Regions from separate parts of the Mus musculus genome. Here all the other regions are linked to region 2. A link is a contact called in public HiChIP or PLAC-seq data. All regions are on one chromosome and are shown on one strand. The core of a region is the stretch at or near the end of the contact, and the rest is flanking DNA. Distances in the headings are between cores, read along the strand shown.

What was found. HiChIP or PLAC-seq counts read pairs in DNA pulled down with a chosen protein or histone mark.
Region 1: an H3K27ac HiChIP or PLAC-seq map of oligodendrocyte precursor cells shows a contact between it and region 2, with 6 times the contacts expected there. The contact joins two enhancer-like sites. A contact is called at or near these places in 4 of 115 datasets of contacts at active chromatin or transcription factors (astrocytes, embryonic stem cells and oligodendrocyte precursor cells).
Region 3: an H3K4me3 HiChIP or PLAC-seq map of embryonic forebrain shows a contact between it and region 2, with 7 times the contacts expected there. The contact joins two enhancer-like sites. A contact is called at or near these places in 1 of 484 Hi-C or Micro-C datasets (embryonic stem cells), 5 of 115 datasets of contacts at active chromatin or transcription factors (embryonic basal ganglia, embryonic forebrain, embryonic midbrain and 2 more) and 1 of 9 other capture datasets (embryonic stem cells).
Region 4: an H3K4me3 HiChIP or PLAC-seq map of forebrain shows a contact between it and region 2, with 16 times the contacts expected there. The contact joins two enhancer-like sites. A contact is called at or near these places in 1 of 15 datasets of contacts at CTCF or cohesin (stem cell-derived epiblast-like cells), 6 of 484 Hi-C or Micro-C datasets (cortical neurons, cranial neural crest, forebrain and 3 more) and 15 of 115 datasets of contacts at active chromatin or transcription factors (PVALB interneurons, astrocytes, craniofacial prominence and 12 more).

What each region holds. Positions count from the first base shown.
Region 1 is chr3:34,836,852-34,839,638 of GRCm38.p6, reverse strand. Gm21388 (a long non-coding RNA gene) reads right to left here. Exons shown (of 5, transcript XR_880758.2): 2 at 2,456-2,590; 3 at 1,718-1,828. Among named protein-coding and RNA genes, the nearest start is that of Gm21388, 12 kb to the right of the region's middle. Within about 2 kb of position 1,453, at least 19 of the 459 cell types and tissues checked have an H3K27ac peak or open chromatin away from gene starts, as enhancers often do. A contact at or near this core is called in oligodendrocyte precursor cells, where this site is marked.
Region 2 is chr3:35,480,671-35,483,432 of GRCm38.p6, reverse strand. No RefSeq gene overlaps it. Among named protein-coding and RNA genes, the nearest start is that of Gm38512, 76 kb to the right of the region's middle. Within about 2 kb of position 1,387, at least 23 of the 459 cell types and tissues checked have an H3K27ac peak or open chromatin away from gene starts, as enhancers often do. A contact at or near this core is called in PVALB interneurons, embryonic forebrain, forebrain and 3 more, where this site is marked.
Region 3 is chr3:34,690,889-34,693,902 of GRCm38.p6, reverse strand. It overlaps Gm34941 (a long non-coding RNA gene), which reads right to left. Exons shown (of 2, transcript XR_389667.3): 1 at 1,782-3,014; 2 at 982-1,396. Among named protein-coding and RNA genes, the nearest start is that of Gm34941, 3.0 kb to the right of the region's middle. Within about 2 kb of position 1,607, at least 64 of the 459 cell types and tissues checked have an H3K27ac peak or open chromatin away from gene starts, as enhancers often do. A contact at or near this core is called in embryonic forebrain, where this site is marked.
Region 4 is chr3:34,669,870-34,672,569 of GRCm38.p6, reverse strand. The region is part of intron 4 of Sox2ot (SOX2 overlapping transcript (non-protein coding)); the gene reads right to left. Among named protein-coding and RNA genes, the nearest start is that of Gm34941, 18 kb to the left of the region's middle. Within about 2 kb of position 1,354, at least 28 of the 459 cell types and tissues checked have an H3K27ac peak or open chromatin away from gene starts, as enhancers often do. A contact at or near this core is called in PVALB interneurons, embryonic forebrain, forebrain and 3 more, where this site is marked.

The DNA of each region.
Region 1 (2,787 bases), core at 204-2,703, 640 kb after region 2:
AACAGGTGAAGTAACTCCATGTCCTAAGCTCAGTGTTGGGGAGGCTGAGGCAGGAGCATCTTGAGTCAGAGGCAGCTGGAACCACACAGGGAGACATTGCCACAAAACAAGACACACCACAAAGAAAAACAAAAACACAAACCCCTGAGAATCTGGGCCCCTCTGCCTTAAGCTTTCCTTTATCAGAGTCGGGGTCAAGACCAGGAAGCAGAGCTTCCCTAAGCATCCTGAGTCCTGCTGGCACACCAGCCCTCCTCCTCTGCACCAGTAAAGCAGCCAGGCCAACTTGTTATCCTGAGACTTGAACCATGAACCAAATTAAAAGCCAAGAGCAAGGGAACACATGCTACCATTTCTAAAACATAGCCATACGAGCACGTGACAAATCTCCCACACCACAGCAATTTGGACATGGGTGTTCAAACATCAGCATGCACTTGAGTTTGAGCCATGGCCAAACTGAAGCAGCATCCTCGCTAGAGTGATCTGCTGACAAACTAAAACAGGAAGTAAGGCCTTTAAGAGCGTCTTCAGCCATCAGAGTCTTGGAGAGTGAGGACCGAGGAGAGATAAAGTTAGCAGGAACCAGCTTGCTTCTTTTTAATGCAGATAAATGTTGTTAAAGTGTCGCTCAAGAGCAAAGGATGGGGTCTCACCAAGTATAAAGCCATGAGTTCAGTCTCACCCATGTGAAAAGCTATGCAGAGTAGTGCATGCTTATATTCCAGAGCTGTTGAGGCAGAGACAGGATCCCTGAGGCTCACAGGCGAGTCAGAGTAAACCCCAGGCCAGCGGGAGAGCCTAGCTTTTAAAAAAAGCCTCTATATGTGTGCAGGCTCACAGACAGACAGATACATGGATACACACATACTCCTGTATGAATCTGTACACAGACATTCACATACACAAAAGACCATATCCAAGAAGCTCAAAGCAGCATCAAGACCGGTTCACAAAGTCTCAGAAGAGATGACTCCAGGAATCGCCTGCACCACCTCTGAGCCTCAGTAGCAGCAGTGACTGACTTAGGAAGGAGAGACTTCTGTGGTAAAGAGTAAAGCGTCCCCTGGCCATCGCTTCGCTGTGACTCGTTTTCCTTATTCCTTATGAAGTGACGATCATTGATCCTCGTCATTTAGGACGAGTTCCAGTGAACATGGATGTGCCGTGAAGTAACGATGGGGGAAATGTAAAGTCACTGAGCATCCCAAACCTCAAATGGATTCATTTTAGGAAGAAAATATTTTCCACAAAGAATCAAATATTTTCCATAGCAATAAAATAGGAGTTTCCTGGGGGAGTCTGGAAATTGCCTCCAAGGTCCCGATTGATAAGCTTTCACAGGAGAAAGAGTGCATTTTGGGGTAATAAATCGCCAACTGACATGTTCTGCACAAAGCAGCAGTGTTTGATACCAAGCTGCAGGGATAGGAGCACAAAGGCACCAATTATCCCAAAATAGACTGGGGCAGAGTCCAGTGAGCTATTAGTTCTTTAAGCTGCGTCCACAGGGGATGGAGAGAAAGGGGGATTTGGCAATCAGCTGGTTAATTTGATCACTGTAGACAACTGCACTGTATAATTTAGGTCGGAAACAAACCCTGACCTGGAGTTCCTAATTTGGAACATTCATCAAATTAATCGAATAATTGTGAATTCTCAATTTCACTGAGCCCTGAAACAGGGTTCCAGGAACACAGATCAAGTGCCTACTTACAGTCACCATGTGGCGTTCCACTATCTGGGCATCTGTGTCTTTCTGCTTCAGGCTCCGTGGCCACCTCCTCCTATCCCACTCTTCTCTGCCAAAATGTGTTTCTTTTCTGCCCTGTAAGGAAATGGATCCATAAGCCATAGAGGCCCTCGCTCGCCTCACGTACATACAAGTACTGGGTAGGCAGCGTGCAGGCAAAGCAAGGCTTCCTGTCTCAGCACAACCAACCTTTGGCATCTTCTCCAGAGCCTACCACACTATCTCCCAGAAACCTTGTGTCTGAGATTTTTCAGCTTTTCCCTTTGTACTAGTTCAGGCAACTCGGCAAATAAACAAATGATCCTATGGGGGGGGGGGGGGGAGCAACAATGTCAAACACTATCGTTATGTTTAAGTTAGCAGGGATTTTCAGGAAAGCAACGGCAACAGGTGTTGAAGCAGATTTTAGAAGTTCAGATCGTAGACCCAATAAACCTTGCGAGCTGAGGGGGCGGTGTTTGCTTTGTTTTGTTTTGTCTTTGTTTGTTTGTTTATTTGTTTGAAAAATGTAAGGTAGAAGGGAGTTTCATTTTAAAGATATATTTGATACTGTTATGACTGGGAATTAAAAGAAAATTTAAAAGCAGCCAAGAAGGGATACATTTCTGTAGGGGTTGTTAATGTCCAAGGCAGATATCACCAAGGAAGAAGTTAGTTGAACAAATACTGGAAGTAGAAGGTGGGAGTGGGGGCGTTCAATACCTGTGACTATGCAGGTGGGGGTGAAGACCCTCTGTAAATCAGGCCACTTCAGCGTGAAGGGTGCTGTGTCTGTCACAGGCCTGCCCTGCCCCTCAGCAGCGAGCACAGTCTACACCATGGACAAGTAATAAATCTCTGTTGAATGAATGAATGAATGAGGAGTTTTATTTCTGTCTAATTAAATAACTCCATATGGAGAAGTACCCAGGGAGCAGTGAGGAGACAGGGTCTCGCCAATTACATCAGCCAAATCAACCGTGGCAATTAATTTGGGGCAGATGCTGGAGCCAAATCCTGCAATGCAAAGGCAAAACTGAGCTCGCTCATTTAGT
Region 2 (2,762 bases), core at 138-2,637:
GTTTGGTTTGCAACATTCTTCTCTGGACGTGGAGAAGGCAAAGAAGAGCATTTGACTCTTCAGCCCGACAGCAGCAATCTTCAAGTCAGCTCTCTGCCACTTCAGTACCCAACTCCCAGTCTCCACTATAAAACTAGGAATCTCTATCAATTGCCTCGGGAAGGAGGCACCTTGTGGTGGAGTGATGAGCTCTAATCTGGACAGCTGCCTCTTCTTATCTTTATGACCTTGGACAAATCATAAAACATCATTTCTAAAATCAGTACCGTAATTACCTTATCAAACTGTGGAGATACTTTCAAATGGTAATCGCTCTGAAGTACTCTACACATTTAAATTATCGTGGAGAGGATACATTCTTGGGGGATAGGATTCTTGTCAGTTCATTTTTTGTATCCCTAAGTAAATGCTTAATGTGGATCTAATTATTCTGCGCTATACATATCCAGCCCCCAGGGCCGCGGTGTGCTGGGAGAAGCGAATCATGTCTTCACTGCGTCACTGTCAGAATCCAGGGCTGTGATCCAAGACTGAAGTGCTGTCACCCCAGTCGAAAAACAATCAGACCATGTAGATGGTTAGCTGTCAGGAGCTGGAGAAAGAAAGCATTTTACAACATTGGCTCAGGTCATCCGCAAATGCTAGCTGTTGTTTTCGTTTTGATTTGGGAAGTATCCCCACTAGGTGACTGGAAGCCTGGCTAAGTGAAGAGAAACAGTATAGTTTGGTCTTTGCTTTTGGTTTTTTGTTTTGCTTTGTTTTGTTTTGTTTTGTTTTGTTTTTGCTCTCTCCTAGAGGAAAAATTTTGTTTCCCATGCTTGATGACAGAGGGTGAGAATGGGGACTTGCAGTCCCCAAAACCACAATGGGGCGTGAGGTTCCTTTTTCTGAGCATCGTACAGGCCACTAGGTGGCACTATTTACCCATCTATGTTTCTCTGCTGGTCCTCAGCAAGGATCTTAATTCTAAACTAGTGTGTTTTGTTGGGAGTGATGGTGAGAGAGAAGCGTGTTAGGAAGGAAAATACAAATGACCCTCCAGAATCAATCCGGAGGGCTGATTAGGGGTCAGCTCTCAGCCACGGTTACACTAGACTTGGCAGGCTTGTGTCCGACTATTTTTAAAACTGATTTTTAAGAGCAACATGCAATTAGTTTCCATTTTCTTAAACCTTTAACAAATGACAAGATAAAATGAAATGTCGGGGCTTGGGACGTGGGATTGAGGAGGTACCCTCGCATGCTTGTGTCCCTCTCTCTCCTAAAATCATTAATGAGGTCGGGGACCCCTGAGAACCTTAAAGCCGCTTCTACGTGAAGCTCTCCGCTGAATCAGCCACCATCGGGGAAGCCAAGCACTGGTGTCCCTTTGGAGATGGCATCTGGGGAAGCCGCCCTGATCTCCAGGCCCGGTGGTGCTCCCTTTCCGCCTTGGCATGTGCTACACAGTCCCTGAGGACTGTTATTTATCTGGAGACCACAGAGATGAAACAGGAATTTCAAACTGGCACATACAACTTTTGGTGAGAGAAATTAAAGATCTCTCTCTCTCTCTCTCTCTCTCTCTCTCTCTCTCTCTCTCTCTCTCTCTCTCTCTCTCTCTCGTCCCCAGATGACAGCCCTCAGAAAACACACTGAACAGCCCCAAGGACATAGAAACCAATGGTTGCCCCCACTTTGTTTCGGGGCCACGGAATCTGCCGTTACCTCTTCACTGTCCGTTTTAACTTTAAAATCGCCTTGCACGACTCTGCCTAGAAGCTTGGTAGTCATTCATTCATTTATTTATTTTGACTTAGAAATGACACAACTAGAATCATAGTTTTCTCCCTGTTCCGAATCTTCCCAAAGCTTTCTGCCTGCCCCGCCCCCGCTCTCCACCCCTACCCCCCACTCATGAGCTTCCATTTTCTCTGCTTTGTGGCATGTCTACCAGCACACACCACCTTGAGCTGATGTGTGATAAACAGCTAAATATAGTGATGGCTTTGGCAGCTTCCTCTCGACGCCTGTCACAGACCCCCTAAAATGGGAATTAAACAGGTTTAAGATACACAAGAGGCTCTGTTATGCTTGGGAAGAGAGGACACTTTCTATGTCGTGAGCAAGTACTCCTCTGTTTGTGTGTTCGTGCCCTGCTTTATCTAAGGAACAATAATGACTTTAATGGTTGTTAGCAGATGCTCTGTTAGATGCTCAGAACCCCTTTCAGCCGCCGGCCTCATCCAGAAAAGTCTTTATGTGAAACCCACACTGTGTAATCAGTGGTCCTGTGCGGGGGCTGGGTGCTGGCTAGATGACAGTCGCCGCTGCTCTAGATACTCTAACAGCAATGGCTGAAAATTGCCTTCAGCTGATTCTATGTGGAGAACTCATGATATCTGGAGTAAATTCACTCAGGTCTCCAGCCCCCACAGTCCTCAAGAAAGAAAGAAAAGCAGAGAGAGAGAGGGGGGGTGGGAAAAGGAGAGAAGGTTGGCTATAGTACATAGGAATTCCAGCTCTCTGGGGCTTTGACCACACCAGTGAATACTAATTATACTGAATGTGTCGTCTTCACAAACCAAACACGTATTCCCAGGAGACAGATAGTGCCACCAATCCAACTCATGATGTAACCTGGATTTAAAGCCAGGCCTCTCAGAGGGACAGGCAATCGGGTCTATTAACTCTCATGACACGTGCCAGCGCTTTCACTACCACCTTGACCTAAGGAACACATGAATGTAACACTTTTATTTCATCAGCTTATGTGTTACCGG
Region 3 (3,014 bases), core at 358-2,857, 790 kb after region 2:
GAGATTTCTTGAGGAGAAGCATGGGTTTCTGTTTGACCAGTCAAGTAGCATGACTTACTGATCGCCTCCAACCATTACCAACGTCTCCCTGTGCACTGTGTGAGGAACCGCTCTGAAGGCTGAGAACGGGTGGATTACAGATAACACGGCTTAGTGATTCCACTGGGGCCAGAGGATGCTCAGGTAACTGAACCACAGCTCCATGAGAAGTGAAAGGATGACAGCTGTTTCAGGCAATCAAGTTTCATACTGTTTTATTAGGCAGCAAGGAGCAAATAAGCATTATCCATCAAAGGATAGGACAAGCAACCTTTGCCCTCTAGCCATGAGATTAGACTCGGGACTCCTACTAGGTACATAAGTGTGTATACACTTGAGATATATGACATATCAGTGTCCTGAAAGCTGTAGCTGTGGAGAACATCTAGAGCAAGCACACACACACACACACACACACACACACACACACACACACACACCACAAAACCAAACAAAACCCGCAGACTGGTGGGGACATATTGGTGCATGCCTATAATCCCATAACTCCAGAGGCAGGCAGAGGGAAGTGAATCTGTGTTTTCCAGGCCAGTCAAGGCTATCTTGTGAGAGTCTTAAAAGCAAGCTGCAGCAAAAGCCCTCACACGAGAGTAACAAAAAGAACTTGCACCCAGAGATGTTTTATTTTTAAAATTTTATGTATTATTATTTTGTGTGTGTGTGCGAGTGTGTGCGTGTGTGTGTGTATACATGTCATGGATCCTTTGTGGAGGACATCAGAGAATGACTGTGAAGTTGGGTCTCTTCTACCACATGTGTTCCCAGGATCGAACTCAGGCCCCTAGGCTTCTGTGGCAAGCTCCTACCCACCAAGCAGGCCGTTCCCAATTCCTCACCCATTTTGAGTTTTAAAAATAACTAGGTTTGGTAGCTTCTTTTCCTCCAAACCTTCCAAGCAAAGAAACGTCAAACTCACAACATATGTCTAGCCATCATGATATGACATTTATATCGATTTTAGAATTGGGAAAAAAAAATCACTGGGATTTACAGATGCAAAATTGATTCAGATGAAGTTTATGTGACCTTTTTTTCCCTTTTCTCATCCCAGTAAATAAGTTCCCAAGGAAAAGTATGGGCATCATCTCTAACAAAAGTAATCAAATAAAGCCAGAACAACGTAGACCAGACGAGACTGATAGTTGTTATTTGGAACACACAGCTCTCCAATCTTGTCTCCCTGGAAGAAAAAGCAAAACGCGGGCACTCATCGATCGCATCCTCCCGTGGCCTCCTGCCCAGGCAGGATCTTTCCTCTTCCTTGAGGAAGATGGGGAGGGGGGGGGGCGGTAAGGACGACGGACTTCTCTATGTGGCCTCGTGGTACAAGTGACCATGGCTGCAGAGGAGGAGAAAAGCCCGTGAGGCTGAAAATTTTTGCAAAGAGAAAACAATTGTCCCGCAGGCCACAGTAAATAAAATAACAGCGGTGGGGCGATTTGCAAGCATGTAACGCGCTTTTGTGCGGGGCTGCTCCTGCGGGCCTCGAGGGTTTCTGTGCGCCTTCTCCGCAGGACCTCCGTGACTGGCCTGCAGCACAAAGGCCGAGACTGCGCCCCTCCTCCAGTGGCTCACCCCCAATCTTCCCCATGCTGAGGAGGTCTTACAGCGCACTGAAGACTTTCAGTGGGGTGCAGGGCAGTGCAATTTAGGATTTCTACAGTACCGGGTAGATTTTCAAGCCTGGCAGACAGGGGCCAGATTTAAAAATAGCCTTTACTCACCCGATTAACCCTTTCCTTGCTGAGCTGCTCTTTGCTATTGCTTGCTCTCAACAGTGCAAGACCCAGCTTCTCGTGGTTTGGAGACCAGTTGAATAAATGTCATGATTCGTTGACAAAATTTAAATTATTGTAGTCTTTTATGGTAGGTTTGAAGGGGGAAGGGGACTATCGAGCAGGGGAGAGGTGATGACCAAAGGGGGGTGGAGAGAGAGAGAGAGAGAGAGAGAGAGAGAGAGAGAGAGAGAGATATCCTGGTTAAAGAAGAGACTGCCGCATTGCCCTCACATGGGGACCGAGATGAGTCTGTGATTACTTTAATGACCATGAAACTTGAGTATTCAAAGAAATAAATGAAGCTATGTAATCACCTTTTAAGTCCTATCAAAGGCCAGTGAAAGCACGATGGGAGGGGCCGTTATATAATAGCGTTTATGTCCCACAGGGCTCTGCAGGTCAAAGAAAGCAAGGGCGGATGTGTTAGGGGGAAGAGCAGGACCGAATTCGACCCTATCTCGAAAGCCTTATCCAAAGCAAGGAAGGACCGCCCGGCCCATTGAGGCCATGGTGGGCTCCTCTGAGCATTTTGACCAGGAAAGTTCTACTGATGTTCTGGGTTTCTGAAAGTTTTACGGTTCAAGTCAGCCCGAAGACAGGCGAACACCATCCAGTGTGTACCTGTATGCTTTAACTTTTAAGTAAAACCACATGACCCAATCAAAAGGCAAACTCCTGATTATCTTAATGTGATGCTATTTTAATATTTCTAACTCTTTCTTTGTTTGTTAAAGTGGCGTTATTGGCCTTCTGCTCTCTCTGGGGCTGAAGTCATCGATCCTTTTGCCTCTACCTCCCAAATGCTGGGACTGCAGGTGTTTACCACAACCTACTTTGGCCTGGTTCGGAGTAGCATTTGGGATCCAACATGGGCCTTGAGAATTTTAGGCAAGAACCCTATCAACCGAGCCATATGTCAAGCCTCAGACATTTGTGATTTTGGTGAACTTTCGTTTTTCCAACCTGTTCCTCTAGCACGGGTGGCAGCTGGCTTCCAGTTCTGCTTGCCCTCACTGCTGTTCAGCTCAGTGTGCCAGGGTCTCTGTTTCCTTATCTGGGGACGGGTTTCTGGCTCTATCATCATGCCACATACCTTGTTTTGGCCATATACGTTGACAAATAGGTATCGTCTGCTGTTTGACATATTTGAGCCATGAAGGTATTGTCCTACTCCAAGAT
Region 4 (2,700 bases), core at 105-2,604, 810 kb after region 2:
CGGTGTTTTTGTTTGTTTGTTTAAGTCCTGGGGTTTTGGGATTCACTGGACTTCCACCGAGATGAGTGTGCTTGCCGGTGCCTTACCATGGAGAAAATAATGCACAAGATGAAAAATGGTATTTTCCTCTGTGGCTACATCGGAAGAATACTTGCGCATCAAGTTATTTAAGAACTAAATATGAGTTTGAAGATTTTTCAGAGCAATGTGTGTTTGGTGCCTTCATCCCGACCTCCACCCATCTTACACTGCTAACGGCTGCTCTCATTGGGCATGCTCACAAATCTAGAATCAACTACAATGACCTCACTTGTGGTTTCTTACCAAAAAAAAAAAAAAAAAAAAAAAATCTTTAGTTTCATGTGTGTGTGTGTGTGTGTGTGTGTGTGTGTGGTGCGCGCACATTACACATGTGCAATGTGCAATACTGGTGCCCCACGGAGGGCAGAAAGCATCAGATTCTCTAGAGCTAAGAGTTATAGGTAGTTGTAAACTGCTTGACATAGGTGCTAGGAACGGAATTTAGGTCCTCTACAAGAGCAGCAAGTACTCTTAACTGCTGAGCCACCTCTCTGCCTCCTTAATATAAGATATGATTTCTTTTGAGGCTGATGCATCCGATGGTCAATCATAAGTATTCAAAGTCAGCAGCCAGTCCCACCCCTCTTCCTCCGAGGGTTGAGTTAGGTATAAAAGTTCAGGCTCAGAATCGAATTCCCCCTTTGCAGCTTTCTGGAGCTCGAATTTCATTTTCCGCACTTTGATTAAGGCACAGCACTCGAGTTCAGAATCACCTTGCTAAACTGGACTCTCCTCTCTTCTCAGTTCTGTGAGCTCTCTGAACAACATTGTCATAAAATCAATAGGAAAACCTCAGCTGTCACAGATCCTAAGCAACTCCTAGCCACAGAAATAACACGAACTGGCATTTCCCAAGTTGGGAAATGTGCTGTTTGCAGATGTATCCAACCGGCTTTAAATTTCCTGATCGCTGGGAGTGCAGAGGCCTGCCCCCACTGAGCAACCGAGATGCCGGTGCCGGAATCCGCTTTCCTCCTGGTTAGAGACCAGGTGTTCCCTTTCTTCTTTCAGAAACAACCACAGGAGCCAGCACAGCATATTGAGATGTGGGACTCAGAGCTATTTCTAAGCTCTTCTAAGTTGGCTTTCGTAGAATTTATAACAGGATTTCAAATTAGGTATTTCTTTTTCTTTCCTGAACCAATGGGGGAAAAAAATTCGGATTTGGATTTAAAAGTAGAATTTAGAAACTAAGCACCGAACAGTTCCAAAGCCAGCCTGCAGGGCCACTGCCAGGGTACTGCAGCATTTAAATCCTGCAACTCCGAAAACAAGGGCACAGTTTGAATCGCCTTTGTCCCAACTTCCCCACTGCTGGAGACGTGTGCAGCCTTGCTGCAGTTTGCCTCGTGAAGGAAGGAAGGCTAGCATGCCACTCAGAGGAGAAGAGGAACCCATGACTGGACCAAGTGTGTTATCAGTGACATGGTGTTTTCTACTCGGCTCAGTGACTTGTTTCATAGGAAATCATTTAAAAACGTGTTGCCAGATGCACCTACTCTAGAATACATTCTACAGAAAACGTGTTAACTCTCCCCAAAACTCTGCTAAGAGGGCATGTTTTCTGACTGCTAAGTGGCACACCACAAATTCTTTACACACTGTAGGTAAAAATACCCTTGAGAATTCTGTCAGCCTGTGCAGCAAATAACACAGTGGCCCTGTCCCTGCATCAAACCATCCATGTGAGTAAACAAACATATGCAGAAGAAAGCTAGAGGTAGCTGGACAACGGTGGCACACACCTTTAATCTCTGCCCTCCAATAGCACAGGCAGGTGGATGCGTTTGAGACTAGTCTGATCTACAGAGGGAGTTTCAGGACAGCCAGAGCTACACAGAGAAACCAAGTCTGGAAAAGCAAAACCAACCAACCAAACAAACAAACAAATAAAAAAGAAAGCCAAGGGGAGATCGGACAGCAACAGGCCAAGTGACACAGCTTATCATTTTATAGCATGAATGTGTGACACTTGTCATTGCTACACCTCGGCTGTCGGAGTCTGTGTTTCCTACGTCGACCATCATTAGCATCTGTGGTTGGACAATGAAACACCCCACTTCTAATTTGCTCAGCCTTCTGGAGTCAAGGTTGGTATGCTGCACCCACTTAGCTCTGAAAGAAAATAGAACAACCAGGGATTCTGCAAAAGGCCAGGCTTTCCAATCAGCCTCATTTTACAAGCGCTCGGAAGCCACCTGACACATTCCAATTAGTCTTTTGAGACAGGCTCAGGCCCAGGCTAGCTTTGAACTTGTGCCTCCCATGTACTGAGATTGCAGACATGCACCATATACACCCAGTTTATGCTGGGCTGGAAACGGAAAGGGATGCTTTGCGCATGTCCGAGCGGCACTCTGTCAGACTCTGTCTTTGGCAACTTTGCTGGAGGACTGAGGAAACAGCAGAGTTCATCCATGATCATGATCCACAGGCTTTTCGAAAACAGCAATGGGGACGGAAGGGACAAAGCCCGCGCAGGTACCAAGTCACTATTTCAAAAACAAGTGTCACCAGTGAAAGTGGGACAGCGGAAGTCAGGACCAGGAACATCATGCCAGATGTGGTCGGCCAACTCTGATGTTTATGGAGACAGCTAACTGGACATTTGATCAGTTT